Linked DNA regions of Macaca mulatta: region 1 is linked to region 2. Evidence: chromatin contacts called from public Hi-C data. All regions are on one chromosome and are shown on one strand. The core of a region is the stretch at or near the end of the contact, and the rest is flanking DNA. Distances in the headings are between cores, read along the strand shown. Region 1 holds the start of LOC717626 (tyrosine-protein phosphatase non-receptor type substrate 1-like). Region 2 holds the start of STK35 (serine/threonine kinase 35).

Evidence for each region. A called contact is a pair of places that touch in the nucleus more often than the background predicts.
Region 1: a Hi-C map of cortical neurons shows a contact between it and region 2, with 3 times the contacts expected there. The contact joins the promoter of LOC717626 here to the promoter of STK35 in region 2. A contact is called at or near these places in 3 of 14 Hi-C or Micro-C datasets (cortical neurons, fetal cortex germinal zone and fetal cortical plate).

Annotation. Positions count from the first base shown.
Region 1 is chr10:82,279,955-82,286,354 of T2T-MMU8v2.0, forward strand. LOC717626 (tyrosine-protein phosphatase non-receptor type substrate 1-like) reads left to right here and starts at 3,171. Exons shown (of 8, transcript XM_028828281.2): 1 at 3,171-4,208.
Region 2 is chr10:81,984,301-81,991,174 of T2T-MMU8v2.0, forward strand. It overlaps STK35 (serine/threonine kinase 35), which reads right to left and starts at 2,869. Exons shown (of 4, transcript XM_015149399.3): 1 at 1,937-2,869; 2 at 747-1,344. The coding sequence starts at 2,227.

The DNA of each region.
Region 1 (6,400 bases), core at 1,921-4,420, 300 kb after region 2:
GTGGAGGATGTGTTAGGAAGGAGAAGACTAGTATTGAAACATCTCTGCTAGGAATAGTGTTTGGCTGTTGGTAGCAAAGAAAAAAAAAAAAAACCACCTAACCATGGAACAGATTTTAGTTGTCCTCAATACCTATGCTCCCCTTCTTCCTTAGTCAACAAAATCCCTAATTTTCATCGGAGTACATGGCATGCCTCCTGAAATAAAGATTACAGTTTCCAGTTTCCCTTCCATATCCTAGGTATGCCCATGTAAGTTCTGGCCAGTGGAAAATGTTGTGTGTGACTTCTAGAAAATGTCTTAAAAGGGAGGGTAAACACCTTCCTCCACCCGTCCTCCACACTGTCTGGAATTTGAGACATGATGACTACATCTCAAGTAGCTCGGACCATGTGATGAGTTAAAGATGGCTGTGGATTCTTTGATCCTCCTCCCTTTGAGAGGAGGAGTCAGTTTCCCCTGTACTTAAATCTGGGCTGACCTGTGACTTCTTTGACCAATAGAGTATGGTGGAAATAATGCCACACCCATTCCAGGCCTAACCTCTAGGAGGACTGGCAGTTTCTGCTATGGCCTCTGGGAGCCATGAGCTGCCATGAAAAAGGTCAAACTACCCTGCTGGAGACAGCCACCTGGAGAAGCCCTGGGATTCCATGGAGAGGCAGAGGGACCCAGCTGAGCTCAGTGTTCCAGCCATCCCCACGAAAGCATCAGGCATCTAAGTGAAACCATCTTGATTCTCCAGCGTAGCCCAATCAGCACCTGAGTATCACTGAATGACTCTAGTCAGTGCTCCATGGATCACTGAAGGATCACCCAGCTGAGCCCTGCCCAAATTTCTGACTCACAAAACTATAGACAATACAATGGTGGTTGTTTGGGGGCCGTTTGTTATGCTGCAGCAATAAATAGCCAGAACAGACCAAGAGGTAGAAGTTGTTTGCTGAAAATGTTGCAAAAATTACACCAGCCCTTTCCTAGCTACCTCCAGATTTCTTGCTACATTAAAAAAAAAAAAAAAATTCCCTATTTAAGCCTTGTTAACACCTCGGGCTATTGCTCAGTCCTCAGTTTTCCATTTGTTAAATGGAGTGTTAGCTCCTGTCTTATTACTTCCCAAAGGTGCCTGAGAGGTAGAGTAAGAATGAAGAAGAGAAGGCCTTTTTCATGTAATATAAACAGTGCTCATGTCCCCGAAGATCAGTGAGTGACATAATCAAACAGTTATAATATATTTAATGTGGTCATAATGGGTGTGAACTTATCATGAACCAATTGCAATGGATTTTGGAATCAGACACGTTAGGGCTTGAGGCTCTCAGCTCTGCAAGACAAATTTCTAACTTGACAAATAGGGTCAGTCATTAAATCTCTAAGCCTTAGTTTCCTCATCAATAAAATACAGACGACGTGATTTCCCTCCATTGAGTCTGTGTGAGCATTAAATTAAATGAGATTAATCCATCTATTTGATAAATATTGAATATCTCCTAGGGTCTAGGCCAAACACACTCCTGATATTGGTGGAGGCTGGTGGCCACTCACCCTTAAATCTAAATATTTAAAAGTTATAAATCAAACCAATACCTTCTCTTAAATGTTCTATCCTTCTCCTCAATAAGTATAACTTCTCAGCAGCCTGAAAGGCCAGGATCGATTTGGAAACAGACTTCTTAGATACTTGCACTGACATGTGGTGGTGCTGGGGAGAGCCAGCCCCATCCCCTGGTTGCTCATTTCCCAGCCTATAACCTGCCACCTTCCCTTCTCATCCCCAGCTCCATCCTGTACCGTGCACACCTCACCTGCATGTGTGTAGACATACCAGGCTGCAGGTCCAAGCTCCATCCACACCCCATACTCAGCAGTGCCCCTTGGCTACACCCTGGGTTTAGTGTTCTGCCTCCAGACAATAGACCAGGAAGAGGCCTGGCAGCAGGTTTGGGACTTTTAGGTATCCTAGGAATCTGTAGTACTCTAGACAAGGAGCAAAGACTTGGATGGGTATATCCCCTTGGCACTGCAGACTCTCTAGCCTATGGGGACGTACGCAGCTGGAGGCTGGCCAGGGCACAGCTCTGCTTGCCTGGGTCCAAGGATGGGCTGGTCAGCCTGTGCTAGGTGCTGCAGGTACATGAGTAGATGAAGCAGATACCACCCTTGCTTCTCCTACTCAAAGGTGAAGACACATCCCTGAAGTCGGGGCCTCAGTCTCAGCCCTATCTGTAAGATGAGGGCTTACCTGATCTGACATCAGGTAATGTTGGAGACTTGGTGAATGTCCTCAGGAATCTCCTAGAAGCCAGGAGGCCAGATGAGGAGGGGCATGCTTAAGGCCTGAGTAATCAACTTCCTCCTTGAACTCAAGGCTGGTAGGGCAGGAAGGGTATCCACCCTCTAGTCGAACTCCATCCACCCAATTCCTTCAGTGGCCATAACAACAAAACTTCCCATCACACCTAGAATGAAAGTCCAGCTCCTTGCTGAGACCTGCAAAGCCTGCTACCCTCAGCTCCTGACCATCTCCTCTCCTTCTTATTGCTGCTCACTGAGTTCCATCCTTATGTTCATGAAACCCCACAGGTACTCTTCCACCTCAAGGCCTTTGCCCTTGCTGTTTTCTCTGCTGGACATGCCCAGCTCTTTGCAAGGCTAGTTCCTCTTATTGTGCAGGCCTCAGCTTAGACACTCCCTTGCATAGAGATGGCCATTGACATCCTTCTAGGAGCAGATCCTATCTAGCCCCAACTCTCTCTTGAGCGTGTCACCACTTTACTTCCTTCCTAGTACAGCCAAAAGTGGTGTAACGGAGTGTGCAAAAGCTTCCACTTGGGGCTGGACTGGCTGGGTCGAACCCCTGCTGGGCCCAATATTCTCAAGTGCCCAGCCTACCTACTGCACACTTGAGGCTATTGTTCAACCTAGTTCCCCACATACTGTTCAACCTGTTTCTCCACATATTGTTCAACTTCCTGTTTCCCTTGAATAGATTATTCAACCTGCATTTTCTTATCTGTGCAAGGGAGTGAGGACTACATGACCTAATGTGCATATAGCATAGAGCAGAGCCTGGCACAAGCGTTGCAGTGGTGTTTGCTATGATATCAACACTTGTTGCTATTTGAAATTATTTTGTCTGTATGTTTCTTGTTTACTTCCCTCTTCTCTCTGACAGGCAAACTCCCCACAACAGCCTCCTCAACGCTGCCTCCCACAGTGCTTGGACAAAATAATTACAGCAAGGAGCGGGCACTCCTTATATAGGACATCCCAATGCAGGTGGAGAAACTGAGGGAGAGTTGGAGGTTCCTTGCCCTCGGTGATGCGGTGTGAAGGCCTCCAGGCACCAGCCCCGCCGCGTGAGCCGCCGCGTGCACCGCTTCTCGCGGACCCCAACCGAGCCGCACTTCTCGCGCCGCTACTGCGGGTTTCCGCGGCGCCGGTGTTTTTGTTCCTGGCGCGGCGCGTTTTAGTCGTTCAGGCCGAATCAAGCGAAGGCGGAAAAGCGGCGCGCAGCCCGCGTCAGCTGCAGTTTCGTCCTCCTGGTTCCCGGTGCGCTAACAAAGGCATTTGCATGAAAACAGGAACCCCGTTTGCAGAAAGGACCCGTTGGCGGGGTGCATCGTGCGCTCCAGTGCCCTACCGCTGCGCCCCCTTCCCCAGGTGGGGAAGAAGCGAAGTGTGGAGACTGGCCCAAGACACGGCTCGGCCGGCGGGGACTGGGACGCTGCGGCCCGAGCGACCCCCTTCTCTGCCCCCTTCCCAGGCCGGCGGAAACGGCCGTCTCGGGCGTGGGCGCGCTTCTGCAGACTCATCCGGACCTTTTACCCAGGCGTGCGGCTAGTGCGCCCGGGGCCTCGGGGAGCCGGCGCCTGCGTGCGGATTGCAGCGGAGCGGAAGAAGCGGCGGCAGTGGCTCCTTCAGCACTGGGGCGCAGCCTCCGGGCTCGCCCTGCGCCACTCTGGGCCTCGGTCTCTTCGCATGTTCGACAGGGACGCAAGAATGTCACAACGCCTATCTGCAGGGGGAGGCGGGCTTCCCAGAGGCGTGCCGGCGCGTGGCTCGCAGAGAGGCTCCCTGAATATCCGCTCCGTTGGCCCTTTCCAAAGCTTTTCCTTAGCCGCTTCTCCTTTGGCCCTTTCCAGAGCTTTTCCTTAGCCGCTTCTCCTTTGAAACCCTCGTTTTCCCCAGCAGCCCTTGGAGGCAGGGTAAGTTAAGTCGTAAAAGCAGAGGATTAGGAAGCGGGGAACCCTGGATTTAAATCCTGCCCGCCACTGACTAGCTGTGTAACCACGGGCAAGTTACTCCGCCTCTGGAGGCCTCAGCTTCCTCATCTGTAAAATGGGGCATAACACAGTCCAGAAAGTGCTTAGTTCCGCAGTGTCACAAATCAAGTGTTTAATTCATCCTTAAAATTATCACTTCCAGCTGTGGGACAGGCGCAGGGTAGAAAGGGGTTTTCTTAAGGTCACAGGCGGGGTCAAAGGCAAACCCTCCGGGTCTTCACAAGTAAGACTTGTGAAGCAGCAAGTCTTCAGCAGCCTGAAGGGCAAGTTCCCCAAATGGTTTTATCCAGCCGGGTAGATGTGAGCGGTAAGGAGCGCCGGCGCATCTCCCCCTCTCTTGGCGAAGACGCACAAGCAATGGCTGGCGAATCTACTGCCTGGAATGGGGTTCTTGGGTAGAGACCATTTTTTGTTCTTTTTTTTTCCCCCCCCCCAAAAAAAAAGAAAAGAAAAGAAGAAAGAAAGAAAGCAAACAAAGATGCAAACAAAAACGGAAAGCCAGAGCCTTTCATGTAGGAGCCAGCCTGCTATTCAGGGCCGACCACCGTCTCTCCGCAATTCCTCCCCAGGAAGGAAGCCTCGCGCTGCCCTCCAGTGGCAGGCGAGGTAGTGTCGCCTGGGCGAAGCTCACAAACAAGGTTTACCAGAGAAATCAGCTTCACTCTGCGCGGGTGGGGACTGTCGGGGAGAGAGCAGAGAAAATCGGAATGGTTCCCTGACTGCTGTTTTTTCGTCCCGGTGGATCTTGGGAGTCTTGGAAAGAGAATAATAAGGCTCTCTGAATTTGAAAGGCATAGGAGTTTTTACATTCTGGTTTTGTTTATTTTTGAATAGATAACACATTTACACGATTCAAAAGATAAAAAAGAAGATAGCCTGAAAAGGAAGTCTCGCTTCTGCTCTTGTTCCCCAGGCACCCAGTTCCCCTTCCTAGAGACAGCCATTGTTACAGGTTTCTGTGTACCCTCCCGGAGATAGTCTATGCAAATACAATTATTTTACAGGATCAATAGTAGCTTGCCCTATATACTCTTCTGCCTCTTGCTGCTTCGCTTAAAAATGCATCATGGAGTTTGTTCCATGTTGATTCGCATGGGGCTGCCTCATTCTTTTGAACAGCTGCATAATATTCCATTGTTTGGCTCTCCTGTAATTATTTGATCAGTGTTCTATTGCTGAGCCTTGAGGCTGCTCCTAATCTTCTCTAATCACAGTGTGTTACGACAAATAACCACCTACATGCATTGTTATGCCTAGGTGCCAGTGAGGCACATAGCTATTGCGGTATAACAAACCACTCCAAAATTCAGTGGCTTTAAACAGAAAGCTTTTCGTATTGCTCATGTGGGTCAGCTGGGTAGCACTGCTGATCTGGGCCAAGCTCAGCTAACTTTGCATTTGCTCCTTGTGTCTTGGATCAGAGAGGGTGAGTCTGCTGGGGCTGGTGTATTTGGAATGGCCTAAATCACATGTCTGGCCTAAATCACAGTAGTCGACTAGCTATCAGCTAGGGTTAGAGAGGTGTTCAGGCTATGTGTCCCTCAACGTCTGGCTACATGCAGTGCCTCCTGAGACTATAACTGGTGTGAATTTACATCCATTACATTCTATTGGTCCAAGCATGTCACAAGCCATCCTAGATTCAAGAGATGGGGAAATAGAAATCACTTCTCCCAGGGAGGAGCGGCAAAGTCACATTGCAGAGTATGATGCAAGGGCCCTGAAGCACTGCAATCATTTAAAAATGTATTTATAATATTATAGTTAGCATTATGTTGAAAAAACTTGATAAACATTACCTTTGCCATTACCTGACAGACGTTACCTCAAGCCTCAAGGCTCAGCAACAGAAGACTGATCAAATAATTAACAACAATAATAATTAACAATAACAATTAACAACAATAATTTAAACAGAAGACTGATCAAATAACCAGGTGATCAAGGTTAACATTAAGTGATACTGATATTGATAGTATATTTTCTCGATATAACTTGTTGAGAATGACGCTGTACCTCTGTGGTTTTCCTGCCCCAAACCAGTCTGATAATAACCCCAATCTAATAATGAGAATAGCCTCATATAATAGCCGCTATGCACAGCCTCCACTTAA
Region 2 (6,874 bases), core at 1,619-4,118:
CTCAATGAACCCCATTTTCCTTTTAAGTAAAACCATTTGCCAGCCAGCCTCTGAGGTTAAAAAGATTAAGAACGTAAAACGGAGGAAAAAGATGTTGGATGCTTTGTTATGTGACAGCTCTCAAGGCCACCTGTGAGGGCTGTCAGCCTGCATGCCTCAGAGGACCAAGCCAGAAAACCGTCAGTTTGCTTGGCTGCCTGGGATGAAGGGCTGGGGGCCTCAGAAAAAAAGGCAGACGAGGAAGCCACAAGAGTTTGGGGGTTGGAGCTGGAGGGTGTCGGGAAACTTGGGAAAGCAAGACTGGGAGAGGGTGTGGGTGGGTCCAGTGAAGTTTTTTCTTTTTGTTTGTTTTGGGAGGGAAACAGAGAGGTCCTAGGGGGTGAGGGGACTCTGCAGCTTTGCTACTAACTGAACCCAACCCCTCCTCCACTCCTCGACGGATCTTAAATAGAAGACGTTTAATAACCATAGCTCACAAATGTTGAGCAGTTATTAAGTTAATGGTTAGCACTTAAACGAGCTCTTGTTATGGAAATACCAGCCAACTTTAGGCTCCGGGGCTGATCCTGGGACCGCAGAAGAGAGAGGGCCGAAAGCCTGGAACCAGGAAAGGAGGGTGTGTCTGGGCACAGAGTGACAGGGACCAGGTCTGAGGCCTAGAAGAGCCGGGAACAGTGTGGGTCAAGCCGTCCGGAGAGCAGGGGGTCCAGGCCCTGCGTGGGTGGAAAGGCCCGCGGTGCTCCTACCTTTCAGTGAGGTCTCCACCAGGCGCAGGTAAAGCTGCGAGCTCTTGTTGCCGTGACTCATGCGCTGGGCTAGCCCGTTGCGCTGCAGGACGCACTCCTCAAACTGCACGACGTTCTGGTGGCGCCGCTTGAGGCTGGTGAGGGCCCAGAATTCAGCCAGCGCCAGCTCCACGTTCTCAGGGGCGTCGCAGCGGATCTTCTTGACCGCCACCCGGGCCCCGCTGCGCCCGGCCACTGCCTCATAAACCACGCCGTAGCTGCCGCGCCCGATCTCCGCCAACAGGCTGTAGCGCGGCCGCGCGGACCCGCCACCGCCCTCCGGCCGTCGCCGCGCCAGGTAGGCCTCGCCCGGGGCCTCGGCCGCCACCGGATCCATGGCCTGGGCCGCCGCCGCCGGCCTCAGCTTCGTGCTGGGCGCCCGCGGCACTGGGCTTCGCCTTTTCCGCTCCGGGCTTTGTGTACCTCTGCGGGCGCCGTCCTTCCCCGTTTCCATGGCTGCGGGCGGCGGGGGGAGCAGCAACGGCGCTGCCCGGGCCCCCCCTGCCTCATCCCTCCGTCCGGCCCTGGGACGCGGAGGAGCGGGACCTTGGATTGTGACCTGCGGGCGAAAGAATCGGTTAAACGACCAGGCCGAGGCGGGGAGGCCAGGAGTGTAGGCCGCGGGGCGTCCCACCTCCTCCTCCCCCGGCCGCCGCGGCCCCTTTAAGACGGAAGCCACCACCGCTGATTGAACGGGGGAGGGGAGGGGAAAGCGGGAAAGACGGAACCACTGGGCAGCGGATCAGAGGGGGAACCGGAAAGAAAAGCAAAAACTCTCCGCTCTCTCTGTTAGCTTGTCATGTAGCGATAGGAAAAAGAAGAGCCAGCAAGCTTCACGCCTTCTGAAAACCGCCTTAGGACGCGATTTGGCCGGCGGAAATCTTTTTCTTTGCCTGGCCCCCTCCGTGACGCCCCTCCCCGCGCCCCGCCTTGTGTTCGCCCGCGTGTAAACAGTCCATTGAATTAAGCCCTAGCGGAGCCCAGCGGACCGACCCAAGTCCCCGAGGGCGGCGGGTAGAAGGGATTGGCTCAAAAGTTCGGCTTCTCGGAGCGTGACCGGCCGAGGACCCGATTTCCCTTGCCAAGCGCGGAGGCAGTGGCAGTAACTCCAGTCTCGGCGCTGGCCTTAAGTCCTCGAACGGCGCCCTTACCTGGCCCGCGCACCTCCACTTCCGGGCGGCCCGTTTCCTCCCTGGAGCCCCTGCCTGGGGATGGTCCGCTCCGGGCCTGGGCTGCCTCCGGGACCGAGCAGCGCGGGAGGTGGCCGGAGCCCGGCGTGCAGCGGATCCTTCTGCTGCTGCGGCGCACGCTGGGGAGGCCCAGGCTCCTAGACTCCCGTGGCTTTCCACGTGTTCGCGCCAGCTGAGCCCTTTACATAACCTCTTTATATAAGCTGCACCTCCCGCCGGCGCCCTGGCCAGCGGAGACTCCTGGTGGCCCATCCCCCGGGAGGCCAGCCGAGTGAGTCCTGCACCGCCCGGTCCTGCCAAGGTCGACGGAGCAGCCGCAGCCGAGCGCACCGGCACGCTTTGCCGAGACCCAATCACCGGCGAGAACACCCAGCCAACAAAAAATAGGCGCCAAATTCCCGTGATCCGCGGCGGGCTCCGGGTCTCCGCAGCGGCCCGCGCATCACCACCCCTTCTCGCCTGACCTGCGTGAAGACCAATCGTCCGCAGTAGGCGTCTAATAAATACTGATTGGGTGATGTCTTGGTCGTTTGATTCATATGTCGGGCCTGGGAACCTCAGGGACTGAGTTGGAATCCCGACCTTCCCTTCTACCAAGACAGTTATCTTGTGCAAATCATTGACCCACCCTGAGCATCCGTTTCTCTGAGGCTCTATTAAGAATGGGCCTTAATTCTCAGGAATGATAGACCCAAATGAAATACCTAGATGGACGCTAATTGGTGTGGGACTGAGTTTTAGTACTCAAAGCTCCATTTAGGCACAGATTTTTGAATATTTTGTTCTGTACTTTGTATTCCGATGTAGGCCTAGTGGGTGCCCAGTGTTTATTAACTGAATCTACGGATAATTATTGAACACCCGTAATGTGCTAGGCACCATTCTAAGTCGCTGAGCAAGTCTAAGTCTAATAGACATTCTAAGTCTAATAGACAATGCAGTTTCTGCCTTGGTTGAGGTTCTGTGCCACTGCAGGAGACAAACCACATGGGTGGCCTTGGGCAAGTTAATCAATCTTCTTGTGTATTTGTTCCTGACCTGTAAGAAGATTCACAGAGGTTATACAGGTAAAGCACTGACAGCCTTGCACACAATGTTAAATATTATTAAATAAATGCACAGGATAATTTTTGCCAGTGATAAGTGCGATGTAGAAAAAGAATGAGCTAAAGAGTGCTCACTGGGGACAGGCCATTTCTGATAATGTATTTGGTCGCTGAAAGCTTCTGTTTTCATGATTAAATTTCAAATTTACACGTAAATTTCAAGAATCGTAAAGATCATATGCTTTTCCACTAGAATAACAAATTGTTATATTTTGCTGCATTTCCATATCCTCTCGTATGTGTGTATATATACACAAATACATGTTGTGTGTGGATATCTATATGGTATATACCCCAAAATAAAGGAAATCAGTATACGGTATATAGATATTCTCACACACACACACACACATATATAAAACGTATATAATTTTTACTACATCGTTTTAGAGTTTCCAACATCAAGCTCCTTTATCCCAAATATTTGTGTGTTTCCTTAAAAAAAGACATTATCTTGCATAATCTCAGTACAGTGGTCAGAAATCAGGAATTTTAACAATTATACAATTGTTTAATACACTCCATCCATATTTAAATTTTGCTAATTGCCCCAGTAATGTCCTTTATAGCTATTCCCCAGGATCCAATTCAGTATCACATGTTGCACTGAATTGTCATGCCTCTTTAGTTTCCTTCAATCTGGAAAGGCAGTTAGTTATCCAGCCTTGCTTTGTCTTTCATGACCTTGACATTTTTGAAGAGTACTGGCGAGGTATATTGTAGAATGTCCCTAAATTTTTATTCATCTGATGTTTTCTTATGATTAGATTCAGAGTATCCATTTTTCTTTCCTCCCCACCGCCACCCACCCATCCCGTGCTATTCTGAGGGGGTGTGCATTTTTTGGCAGGAATGCTACTGAAAAAAGTTGCCTCCTCAGGGCCTTTCATCAGGAGGCACATGACATTGTGTTTGTCCCTGTATTCCCAGTGTTAACTGCCATCCTTTGGTTGAGGTGGTGTAAGGGGAGGTACGCTCCACCATAAAGTTACGATTTTTCCTTTTGTAAGTATTAAGTATTCTGTAGAAAGATATTTTGAGACTATTTAAATATCCTGTTCTTCAGACTCTTACCCACTGGTTTTAGAATTCATGGTGATTCTTGCTTGAAACAATTATTACGGTTGCAAAATGGTGATCAGAAGGTCTTTTTAACCATGACCATTAACCATCCCTACCCTCCCCCATCCTCATTCCCCCTCCACCCTTCCTAGCCTCTGGTAACCGTCATTCTACTCTCTGTCTCCATGAGTTCAATTGTTGTGATTTTTTAGATCCCACAAATAAGAACGTGAGGTGTTTTTCTTTCTGTGCTTGGCTTATTTCACTTAACATAGTGATCTCCAGTTCCATCCATGTTGTTGCAAATGACTGAATCTCATTCTTTTTAATGGCAGAATAGTACTCCATTGTGTGTAAGTTCCACATTTTCTTTATCCATTCATCTGTTGATGGACGCTTAGGTTGCTTCCAGATCTTGGCTACTGTGAACAGAACTGCAACAAACACAGGAAAATCGAAATACTAATTTCCTTTCTTTTGGGTATATACCCAACAGTGGGATGGCTGGATCATATGGTAGCTCTATTTTTAGTTTTTTGGGGAACCTCCAAACTGTTCTCCATAGTGGTTGTACTAATTTACATTCCCACCAATAGTATATGTTCTTCACATCCTTGCCAGCATTTGTTATTGCATATCTTTTGGATATAAGCCATTTTAACTGGGATGAGCTGATACCTCATTATAGTTTTGATTTGCATTTCTCTGATAATTAACAATGTTGAGCACCTTTTCATATTTCTGTTTGCCGTTTGTATGTCTTCTTTTGAGAAATGTCCGTTCAAACGTTTTACCCATTTTTAATTTGATAATTAGATTTTTTTCCTGTAGAGTTGTTTGAGCTTTTGATGTATTCTGGTTATTAATTCCTTGTCAGATAGATAGTTTGCTAATATTTTCTTCCATTCTGTGGGTTGTCTCTTTGTTGATTGCTGAGCAGAAGCTTTTTCAACTTGATGTGCTCCCATCTATCCATTTTTGCTTTGGTTGCATATGCTTAGAGAGTATTACTCAAGAACTCCTTGCCCAGACTGATGTCTTGGAGTTTCCCCAATGTTTTCTTATAGTAGTTTCACAGTTTGAGGTCTTAGATTTAATTCTTTAATCCATTTTGAGCTGATTTTTATATATGGCAAGAGATAGGGTTCCAGTGTCATTCTTCTGCGTATGGAGATCCAGTTTTCACAGCACCATTTATTGAAGAGGTTGCCTTTTCCTCAGTGTATGTTCTTGGTACCTTTGTTGAAAAAGAGTTCACTGTAGGTATGTGGATTTGTTTCTGGGTTCTCTATTCTGTTCCAATGGTTTATGTTCCTGCTTTTATTCTGGTGCCATACTGTTTTGGTTACTGTAGTTCTGTAGTATAATTTGACGATTTAAAGTCAGGTAATGTGACTCCTCCAGTTTTGTTCTTTTTGCTTAGGGTAGTTTTGGCTATTCTGGGTCTTTGATGGTTCCATTTAAATTTTAGGATAGTTTTTTTCTATTTCTGTGAAGAATGTCATTGGTATTTTGATAGGGATTGCATTGAATCTTTAGATTGCTTTGGGTAGTATGGACATTTTAACCAATATTGATTCTTCCTATCCATGAACATGAAATATCTTTCCATTTTTTGTGTGTCCTCTTCAATTTCTTTCATCAGTGTTTTATAGTTTTCATTATAGAGATCTTTCATTTCTTTAATTCCTAGGTATTTAATTTATTTATGGCTATCGTAAATGGGATTACTTTTTAAATTTCTTTTTCAGATTGTTCACTGTTGGCATATAGAAATGCTACTGATTTTTGTTGCTGATTTTGTATCCTGCAGCTGTACTGAATTTGTTTATCAGTTCTAACAGTTTTTTGGTGGTCTTTAGGTTTTTCCAAATATAAGATATAATATGCAAACAAGGATAATTTGACTTTTTCCTTTCCTATTTGGATGCCCTTTATTTCCTTCTCTTGCCTGATTGCTCTAGCTAGTACTTCTAGTACTGTGTTGAATAACAGTGGTGAAAGTGGACATCATTGTTGTATTCCAGATCTTAAAGGAAAGGCTTTCAGTTTTTCCCCATTCAGTATGGTACTAGCTGTGGGTTTGTCATATATGGCTTTTATTATGTTGGGGTATTTTCCTTCTATTCCCTTTTTTTTTTTTTAGGGTTTTTATCATGAAACGATGTTGACTTTTATCAAATGCTTTTTCATCATCAATTGAAATGATTGTATGGTTTTTGCCCTTCATTCTGACAGCCTTATTTTATCTTAATTACCTCTTTAAAGACCTTATCTTCAAATATAGTCACATTCTAAGGTGCGGGAATTATAATTTCAACATGAATTTGGAGTGAGGAGGGACACAATTCAGTCCATAATAGCCTCTTTGGCATTTGGCATTTGAATTGAAACCTGAATGTCAAGAATCCAGCTCTGAAACCTAATGAAAAGTCATTCCAAGAAGAAAGAACAAGTACAAAAGCCATGAGATGGATACAAGCTTGTGAAACCAGCCATGTGGTAAGATTTTAAAATGATACAACCTCTTGGGAAAAAAAAAAAGTTTGGCAGTTTCTTATAAAGTTAAATATATTTCTACCCTGTGGCCCAGCAATTCCATGGGTCTAAGGTAAATGAAAACTTTAGTTAATAAAGTGACTTGTGGCCGGGCGCGGTGGCTCACGCCTGTAATCCCAGCACCTTGGGAGGCCGAGGCGGGCGGATCACAAGGTCAGGAGATCGAGACCAC